Regions from separate parts of the Mus musculus genome. Here region 1 is linked to region 2. Evidence: chromatin contacts called from public targeted proximity ligation data. All regions are on one chromosome and are shown on one strand. The core of a region is the stretch at or near the end of the contact, and the rest is flanking DNA. Distances in the headings are between cores, read along the strand shown.

Evidence for each region.
Region 1: a contact with region 2 is called in a targeted proximity ligation map of CD8 T cells, with 6 read pairs. A contact is called at or near these places in 3 of 130 datasets of targeted methods (CD8 T cells and bone marrow-derived macrophages).

The regions. Positions count from the first base shown.
Region 1 is chr19:14,666,497-14,671,479 of GRCm38.p6, forward strand. No RefSeq gene overlaps it. Among named protein-coding and RNA genes, the nearest start is that of Tle4, 71 kb to the left of the region's middle.
Region 2 is chr19:14,350,515-14,355,485 of GRCm38.p6, forward strand. No RefSeq gene overlaps it. Among named protein-coding and RNA genes, the nearest start is that of Gm8630, 83 kb to the right of the region's middle.

The DNA.
Region 1 (4,983 bases), core at 1,210-3,709, 320 kb after region 2:
CCATCTTGCTTCTAGAATCCCAGTTCTGTTTGGGTCAACTGATGACTGGTCTGAGTCAACCGGAGATAACTTTGTATTTGTTTGCAATGCAAAAGTGTGGCCACATCATTCCCTCCACCCTCTTAACAATAGGGTTGTCTGAAGGGAGGCTTCTGAGAAAGCATTTGCTTTCTGACAAAAGAAACTTCTGTCTGCCAGGTGAAAATGCTCAGGTGATCCAGTGCTTGGGCCTGTGGCCAAAGTCTTCAGGATATGCATAAATATGAAGGTCCATGTGCTGGGTGTGGAAGGGGCAACTGATGGAAAGAACTCAGGTCTCCAGTGGCATTTACATTGCTAAATGAAACCTGAGGTCTCTACATTCAACTGTCCTGTTACACATATTGTAAATGTCTTTGTAGTCCTTTGAGATGAGATTTCTTGTGATGCAAAGCGCCCCAGTCTAATACATTCTGTTGTTGTTATTGTTGTGTGTATGTGTGTGTGTGTGTGTGTGTGTGTGTGTGTTTTCTCCAGACAGGGTTTCTCTGTGTATCCTTGGTTGTTCTGGAACTCACTCTATAGATCAGGCTGGACTTGATCTCAGAGATTCACCTGCCTCTGCCTCCCCAGTGCTGGGATTAAAGGCGTGCACTACCACCACCTGATTCTAATACAGTTTTGTGATCTTCTTCATAATGAAGTTTAGTAACAAGGTATTTCCTACCAAATAGTATTTACCCAAGTCAGCCATTTTATCACTTCCTTTGTTCTATATCAGAGATCTATAAACTGTGTCCTGTGGGCCAAATCTCATCTGCTTGAGAATGCCCTGCAATTTAAAATTGTCTTTCATATCATCTTTAAATGATTAAAATAAAAACCTCAAGAAAAATAATGTTTTATAAACATGAAAACGATATGAAATTCAAATGTCTGTGTTCACAAATAAGGTTTTATTGGACGCCAGCCATACTCACTTATTTACATATTGCTAAAGGCTGCTTCTAATTGCAGAGTCGAGCATGTGAAATAAAACAAATGGGCCACGAAATCTGTAATATTTACTCTTCTTCTCTTTTATAGCAAATAGTTTCTACTTCTGGTCTGCCACAGGACACTCCATTATAGCCCCTGTGATCTTGACTATATTGTAGGCGTGACATTGTCTCTTTGTTCTTGACCATGGGATTTCTACCACTATAACTCGCTGTTATGATTTGAATGTGAAATACCCTCAAAAAAGATTGGTAGTCAAAATCTGGGCCCCAAGCTTGTGGTGTTATTTAGGGAGGATCTGAAAACATAATAGGTGAGCCCAGACAGTTAGTCACTGGGCTATCTTGTTCCTGGCCCTTTTCTGTCTCCCTTTTCTGTTTCTGTCTGCCAGAGATGAGCAGTTCTCTTCAGCGACATGCTCCTACTGCCATGATATACTAACTAAGCACCTGGGGCCAAGTGATCAGAGACAGAACCCCTGAAACCATGATCTGTAGTAATTCTTTCTGGTTTTCAGTTTTATCTCGCAAGTGTTTGTCACAGCATAAAGAACAGGAACTAATACATTGCCTTCTTTTAACCTCAGAAGCACATTTGCTTACAGTTATGTTGACGTTATGAATCATTCACAAATATTAGTATATTTGACCATTTCAAAAAATTAAGTAAAAAAAAAAAGGGGGTGCAGAGATGATAAAAATGATGGTTTTTATAAAGAAGAAACTGATTCCAGGTTGCAGGTCTTGGAACCAGGGTTTGTTAAGATATTCTAAACCTCACTTAATATTAGAGTGACTTCAGGTAAGTCGCTTAGGTTTTTGAGTCACAAATTGCTACCTAGTTCTGTCAGCTGTGATCCTTCTCCTTCTTGTTTTCCATATTGATAAAGATTGAACCCGGACTCTTGCCTACAGGACTGCAGAGCTGCAATGGTTTTAGTTCCTAATGCACTCTGTGTTAATCTATTATGTGGATGGCTTAAGTCCCCAGAAGGAGCTGAGGCTAGATGGCGAGTGACGGCGATAATCCCTATCTGTGTGCGAATTCATCATTGGTGCTGAGAAATAGACCTGTTTAATAAGGAAGCAGGAAATGTCTTGAAATGTCCAACCTTTAGACTCTAAGTAGTCAAGAAATCAGGAAAGTTCTTCAAAAATAATGTCTTACAAAGAGAGAGGAAGTGATAAAGAGAAGAAAAGGGGGAAGGGCAAATACGCAGAGAGAGGTTGCGGTGGGGGGGGGGGGGAGGGAGAAGAACCACATGTGCATCTGATGAGTCACCAATGGTCTCTGGTTAGTGGCTTTCAAGAAACTGTATGCCAAGCCCTTCAAGGTTTCTTCCATTCCTCTCTATGTAATTATTTTAGTTAAAATACAGTAATGTTTTTGAAAGTGGAGCTGACTCTTTCACTGACCTGCTTGGTCTACCCCTTCCCCCTAGCTCTGCCTTCCCCCAACTCCCAGCCTCTAGCTCGCCACTAAATCCCATAGCATATTGTGAGATTGCATATTTCAGTCACCTGTACTGAGTAATGAGTGTCTGGAAGGTTTGCACAAGGTTATTAAAAGTTTCTTAATCTGCCACCAACTTCTCTTTTAATATTGTTTGTGGATTTCCTGAAGCACAGGAATAAATTCCCTTGACCCTCTTCCTCATTAACTTGGAAAGTATGGCAGAAAATCAAAAGTATGAGGCTGTTAGGGTATTTGGTGCCTTTTAATAACCTATTGACTATAGCATGGAGGAGATAAGGCTATCACCACTGTTGATCAAAAAGACCAAAGGAAGCAACTCTTGCTACAGACACCTCATTATGCAAATAGTGCCTTTAAAGCCATGGCCTTTCAATTCATTGTCATCATAGTATCAGTTAATTAGGGACATTTTAATAAAAAAAAATAAGATAGAGAAAATGACAGCTTTAAAATGTTTTCCTAAGGAGGACTCTGTGCTGGTCCTTTTTAAGGGGGTGTTAAAGACTCAAGGTAATGAAATTCTCCCTTCTCTAACTCTTTCCTGTGAAGAAAAGAGAAAAAAACAAAAACAAAAACAAAAACAAAAACAAAAAAAAAACCAAAACCAAACCCAACCCAACCCAAACCAAACCAAACCAAACCAAACCAAACCAAACCAAACCAAACCAAAACAACAACAACAACAACAACAACAACAACAACAACAAAACCATTAGACCAGAGCAGGGCTGGTCTTTGCACCCTAACCTGTGTTAATCTGTGAATAGCTGAATGGGTATTTGAGTCCATTTTCCTCATTTGGAAGTTGAAAATAACACTACAAATAAAAATCACATCTAGAGCAGGGCGTGGTGGTGCACGCCTTTAATCCCAGCATTTGGGAGGCAGAGGCAGGTGGATTTCTGAGTTCGAGGCCAGCCTGGTCTACAAAGTAAGTTCCAGGACAGCCAGGACTATACAGAGAAACCCTGTCTCAAAAAAAAAAAAAAAAAAAAAAAAAAAATCACATCTATTTATTTTCCTTTAAAACCTACATTAAACAAGACAGGGCTTTAACCACCACTTTATGTGTAAGGGAAAAATCAGAGTTTATCTATTGTACCCAATGATACATGACCATACAGTGCTAGATTTTAGACAGATTCTCCCAGATTTGTAACCCAGACCCAGGCAAGGACATAGTGAAGACACTCAAGATGTCCTGTACATATGGAGAATGCCAACCTGTTGACCCATTTCAGAAGCACCCTCACCAGGATTTGGCCTGACATGTGAAAAGAGAGGGTGGTTTCAAAATAATGTCCTAAACATCCTTCTTTGAGGGCGTGAGGGAACGAGAGCCTTTGTGTTCCTTTAAATGTGCGAGTAATAAAGAATAAACAGAACAAGCCCTTGTGGTTTGTTTAGTTTTGAAATCATTCCAGTACAATTTGCAATAAAAACGGCTTTCATTTTTAAGTGATCAAAGCAGTGCACGATCCAGTCAGGTCAGCCACTGCACCAAGCTGGAGCCGTACAAACACGCAAGAGTGGCCCAGCACACCCGAGATGCTCCAAAGATCCCACGGCAGTTAAAAAAAATAAACACGTACAGAGACCATGGGCTGGAAGATGACTACCAGGCAAGCAAGCAGAATCTAAAAGTCTGCTGTCATTTACGGCTCTAGTTTTGATTATAATTAGGAAGAACAGTTTGAAATGTATTGCTTTCTCTCCCCTTCTCTCCTCTGGAATCTGCTCCCCCCCCCCCCCGCCCCGCCCTCCCCTAGAGGGCAGTTTGCTGCTGAGGAACCTAATTTTCTTTTAGTCATGGAGGCCTATTGTGGCCCTCTGAGGAAAGTCCTGCATATTCACAAAGCTTTCTGGCTTCTCTTGAGTCCATTTAGGTGTCAGCAGGGCAACTGGACTCAGCCAAAAGGTTAAACAGACCACCAAGAGCTCAGCTTTAAGCACTTTCTTTCTTAGTCACTCCAAACCCAATGGTTGCTGCCCCAGAGCAGGGATAATGGCCACAGTGTGCATGTCTGCCAAGTGCAAACACACAGTCCTACAAAGAAGAAAAGGAGAATGACCTTCTGTAAAACACAGAATTTTTAATCAGCCTTTCAGCCAGTTGCATTTGTGTGTTATGTACCCCTTTGCAAAACATTTCCATTCATTCCCACTCGGTAACCACGGAAGGTTGGGATCTAACAGGCAATTGTTTGAAGCAGATGGACGGGAAGGGCTATTTTAATGCACATAGCAGGAACCCCGATAATCACTGCTATCACCCACTTCCCTTCCTCTCCTCTTTGCAGTAGTAAAACAGACCTGGAGACAGCAGGCTGGTCGTTTGAAGTCATTGCACTCACATCTTTTAGTGGGTACCAACTCTGGGATATTTTCATCTGCAAATTTTTGAATCTTAAAATGATTCCCTGCCAATGCCGTCAAGGGGTTTCTTTATGGATGGATGTCCTTGGAAAGATAAGTAATAGGGCCTAGCCTTGATTTTCACCGTTTGACTGCTAAGGAAACTTGCTACAA
Region 2 (4,971 bases), core at 42-2,541:
CTACAGAATAAGGATATGTTTACCCCTCATGTTATTGCTGAGAAATCTAGTAGCTGTAATGAATTAATACTCGTTGTAGGCAGAGACAATCATAGGTGTCCTTGGCATGGTCTCTGGCTTAACTCTGAAGACAAATCTCTCATCCTACAGAGAAACAGTGTCAAAGAAGGCAAATATTTTGCCTGTGGTCACATGTGTAGTAAGAGAGGTTCTGGGGTCAGATTTAAAGCTATCTTTAGTTGAGATGTGTTTCTGGTGGTCTAGTAGCTGAGAATTTCTCGCTCTCTCTCTCTAAATATTGAGAAAGACAGTGAGTTAAGTCACAAACCCTAAAGCTCATTGCTTTAAACACACAGTGCAGAGTTTTCTGGCAGTTTCCAAAGACTGCTATCTCCACTGTTACCTGACTTAAACATCCCCAGTCCTCCAAAAATACAGTCATTCAATTCACCCTTCTCTCTAGCATAAGCTCTGTTTCTGTGAATTTCCTCACTTGGAACAATTCTTATGATGAATCCTATGAGTCTGTCACCTTTGTGTTTGGTTCCTCACATGCAATGTATCTCCGTCATTTTCCCATCTTGTAGATGGTCAAATACCCCATCCCTCTGAGTGGCTAAATAATATCCCATTGTATAGTTATCCCACATCTTAGTTATCTAATCATTTGTTGACAGACACCTGAATCCATTTCATCTTTTTGTGATTATAATCAGTTATGAATTTGCATGATCAAGCTTTAAATAGACTGACATTTTTATGTTTCCTGAGTATATTGTCTAGAGTGACATTTCTGGGTTATATAGTGCTGCATTTTTAGATCTGAAGAGCCCTTCAAAGGTCTCGGCATTATAGATTTGAAGCCTAGCCTGTGATGCTACAGGAGAAAGTGTGGGATGTTGAAGAGCAGGGGCTGGTAAGAGCCCTTGGGTCACTGGGGGCATGTCCTCAAATAGGACTGAGGGACCCACCCAGTCTCTTTCCTTCTTTTTCCCCACACATCCCCTTGCCATTGGCTGGAAAACAATGGGTCAAACCAAACCTGGCCTGAAATATCCAAAGCTCTGGGCAAAGAAAACTTTCCTCTTTATGTTACCTTAGAAAGGCCATTCGGATATAACAACACATCACAATAGGTCTGTTTAATGTCTATGGGGAATATCATTTCTCAAAAGTGCTTTCCACAATGGTGGCAGTAAATTCATGTCTCTATGTGCCATCTGAGTGAGCACCGGTTGCTCCAAACCCTCACCACCACTCAGTTTCCTGTTTACTTTTCAGCTTGTATCACAGGAAACCCCAGTAAGTGTGAAATGGTATCTCGCTGTGGCTTTGATCAGGACTAATGATGTTCAGTATCTTTCTTGAGCTCACATGTATTGCCGTAGAGAAACATGAATCTACATCCTTCAGCATTTTACAATTGGGTTTTGCCTTTATCCTGTGTAATAAGAGTCGTATAGCTGTCTTATTAGACCCTATCAGATATGTGATTTATAAGTGTTTTCTCCCTGCCTCAAGATTCTTTTTCTTCTTTGTGCTGATGTCATTTGATGCCCCAAGGCTTTCATTTTGTCATGTGCTATTTGATCTCTTTTTCAATAGTTTCTTTTACTTTTTGAGTCATCTGCTTTTAAAGTTCTTCTCCTCACAGTACCCAGTTCTTAGGGACAAGATTAGATATGCAAAGTCCTTGCCACTGTATCTGACACAGCATAGGATTTTAATATATTTCAGTTCCTTCTTTCTGTATTCAAGAAGCCAGAAAGAGAATGAGTTTGGATGAGACAAGTGTCTGGACTCTGCATATTCAGAGAAAACCCAAAAGCTAACACAAGTGAGGGGAAGGGGATGGGGCTGTAGGGTGTGAATGTGAGCTAACCAAACACCCAGCAGGACTGAGCTCAACTGGCTAAGTCAATGTGTAGGACTGCGGGGAATATTTGGATGAAGATATGTAAAAGCCAATAGTAGCAGTAGTTGGCTAGCATGAAGGGAACTGGAGATGTATTTATGAATTTGAAATTGAAAATGAATTCTGCAGTTATAACTTGGGCAGTGATGAGGTATTTTTAAAGCCAAATAAAACTGCATCATCTCACCTTCAAAGCCACTGCTGCCTCTCCATTACACTAAAACCAAAACCAACAGCAACACCTCGGGTCTGCACGCTAGACACACCCATGGAAAATTGGACATTGAGTGAGTGGGCAGCAGTGGAAAGCCATGTGGCTCCTGTGTGGGCAGCAGTGGAAAACCATGTGGCTCCTGTGGGTGCAGGTGCACGGGAAAGTATCTTGGGTGACTTCTGACACCTAAACCTGAGACACACTCTATGTTAAGTTGTGGTAGGAGCAGGGATTCTAATATGCTGCCATCTGCAGAGTGACCCTGTGGATGGCTTGGGTGTCTTTCTGACTGTCAATGTGCCAGAGTTCTGAAGCTACCTACTACTCCTTTCTAGAAATATGTATCAATATTTCTTCTGGTTACGCACTAAGAATGGATTCTCTCATCTGCAGCCAAGTACCTTGACCCATGTAATAATCTTCTGCTTACATTTCTATTCCTTCCATAAGAACTAAAAGGAGCGCTTCCTAGTTGTATGTTCTGTTCCAGATATTAACACTGAGGGTGTTAATTAAACCCAATTGATAAATCAGGGATGCAGTTAAACATTCTACCAGGTAGAAGACATCCTTCTCAACAGAGAGAAGGCTGACTCAAAGACATGTTGAGGATAAGAATCCTACTTTGGGTAGCTGTAGTGCAAAATATTGCCTCTTGCGTCATCAGGTGCCCAGAATGAGATCCTGGGACTGTGTGGGTGTTGCTAAGTCACTGTGATAAGGATGGGCGTGTGTCAGAGGCAGTGAGTACTCCAGGAAAATCGCAGCTGAGGAGCTGCTGAGAACATGTGCTGCATTTCAGCGAACTTCACCATTCTTGGGGGCTTTTCTACCCTGGCCCTCTAGTTGTCAGAGACTGGATCTTGTCCCAGCAGCCATATTCCCTGGGTCTTGTCCCAGCAGCCATATTCCCGTCTTCTCTTCTCTTCTCTTCTCTTCTCTTCTCTTCTCTTCTCTTCTCTTCTCTTCTCTTCTCTTCTTCTTGTGTCTTTGTGCACCTTCAAGCTCACACTCTTCATAAAGAATCTCCTTCAGTTGTCTAATTCACTGCTAAATATACATTTAAAAGACCTAAAGTGTATTTTCACATTTCCTTCTTGAACTACAGCACTGCTTCTGTATGTGGCTTTTACAATCCAGTCCCCATGTGGCTCAATGGAACACACTTCACATAATCAACACAGGTCACTCATTAATGAAGGAGCCTGGGCTGTCACTCTCTACCATGGGCCATACTTTCTCCCTATAAAATCTGCTACATAGATGCTGAATATATCTGCTCTTCAACTTTACCCTTGGAATCCTTTCAGCCTCTCAGCCAGTCTTCCTGTCTCCAATGCTGCCTCTTCCATGCTTGTGTGGTATCATGACCAGCTTGACCTTCCTATAAGTTATGTCCTGTCATAGGACTGGCTGCCTTCAAAATCCCAAGACATCTATTTGGATAAAATCCAGACTTCTTACCTTTAAAATACACGGAAATTTAGTATTTTGTCTTTGAGTAATATACCACCTATCTTCATTTTTTTTGTTGTTTTTTCATTTTAAAAATATTTAAACTTTTTAATTTTTAGAATTTCATACATGAATACTGTATTTGCATCATTTCTCTCTCTCTCTCTCTTTCTCTCCTTCTCCTTGACATGTTCCTGTGTCCCTAATTCTCTCTCAAAGTCATGCTTTCTTTAATATATATATATATATGTGTGTGTGTGCATGTGTGTGTGTGTGTGTGTGTGTGTATACATATATATATCACCCATATATACATATATACTATTTGCTGATTCCATTGTTCATATATGTATTTACGGCTAATCTCTTGAGGCTGGATAATCTCTCAGGACTTGTTCTTAGAGAAGACTGATTCTCCCTCCCTCAACAGCCATTAAAACTCTTCAAATAGAGGTGGGCCTTGTGATATTTCCCTTATCTACATTAGCATGTCAGCTGATATTGTCACTGCTAAGAGCTTGTTTAGGCAGCCATGTTATTGAGGTTTCATAGGATCAGCTTCCCTGTCATATATAGAGGATATAATCTTCCAGATGCCCTGGTCCTTGGACTTTTACAATCTTTCTGCTCCCTATTCCTCAGTGTTCCCTGAGCCTTACTGTAGGAGCTGCATTGTAGATATATCCACTGAGAATGGGTACAGTATGGTCAGTTGTGATCTGCACTTTGATCAGTTGTAGCTTTCTACAACAGTCTTTACTGCAAAAAGAAGCTGCTCTAATGAGCGGTGAGAGCTACACTTTTCAGTGCGTATAGGGATAAGTATTGGGAATGCACTAGGGATTATACTGGTTTAGGGAATTAGCAGTAGTAGGTTCTTCTCTGAGATCTATGACTTCATCAGCCCCAAGTAGTTGGCTAGTTTACCATACTAGGCATGAATTCCCTTCTAGCAAGAAAAGTAGTCCAGTTAGATTGCTGTTGGTTATCCCAAGATATATGTTTGGGTTATCTTACAGCAATGGTCACTGTTGTGGTGTATAGGCTTCATCACTGGGTACGACTATGAAAAAATGATTGGGAAAAGTATACATTCCTTCTCAATGTTTAGAAGCAGGGATTTTTTAACAACAGCTCAGAGGAGGAAACTCTTGCCTATGTGAGGCCCTAGAAGAAACATATGGCTGCATATCGAGCTTCAGGATGGAAAATTTCCCCAGCTGAGTTGAAGTGAACATGCTGTATACTTGAGAAAGCTGGCAGAATGTGCCTGGCACACAGGCAAATCCATAGACATGATGATTTTTGCCTTCATACTTTTTTCTCTCTGCTGTTTCTTCCATGTAACACCAGCTCTCTGCCTTGATCTATTGATGGCTCATACAAG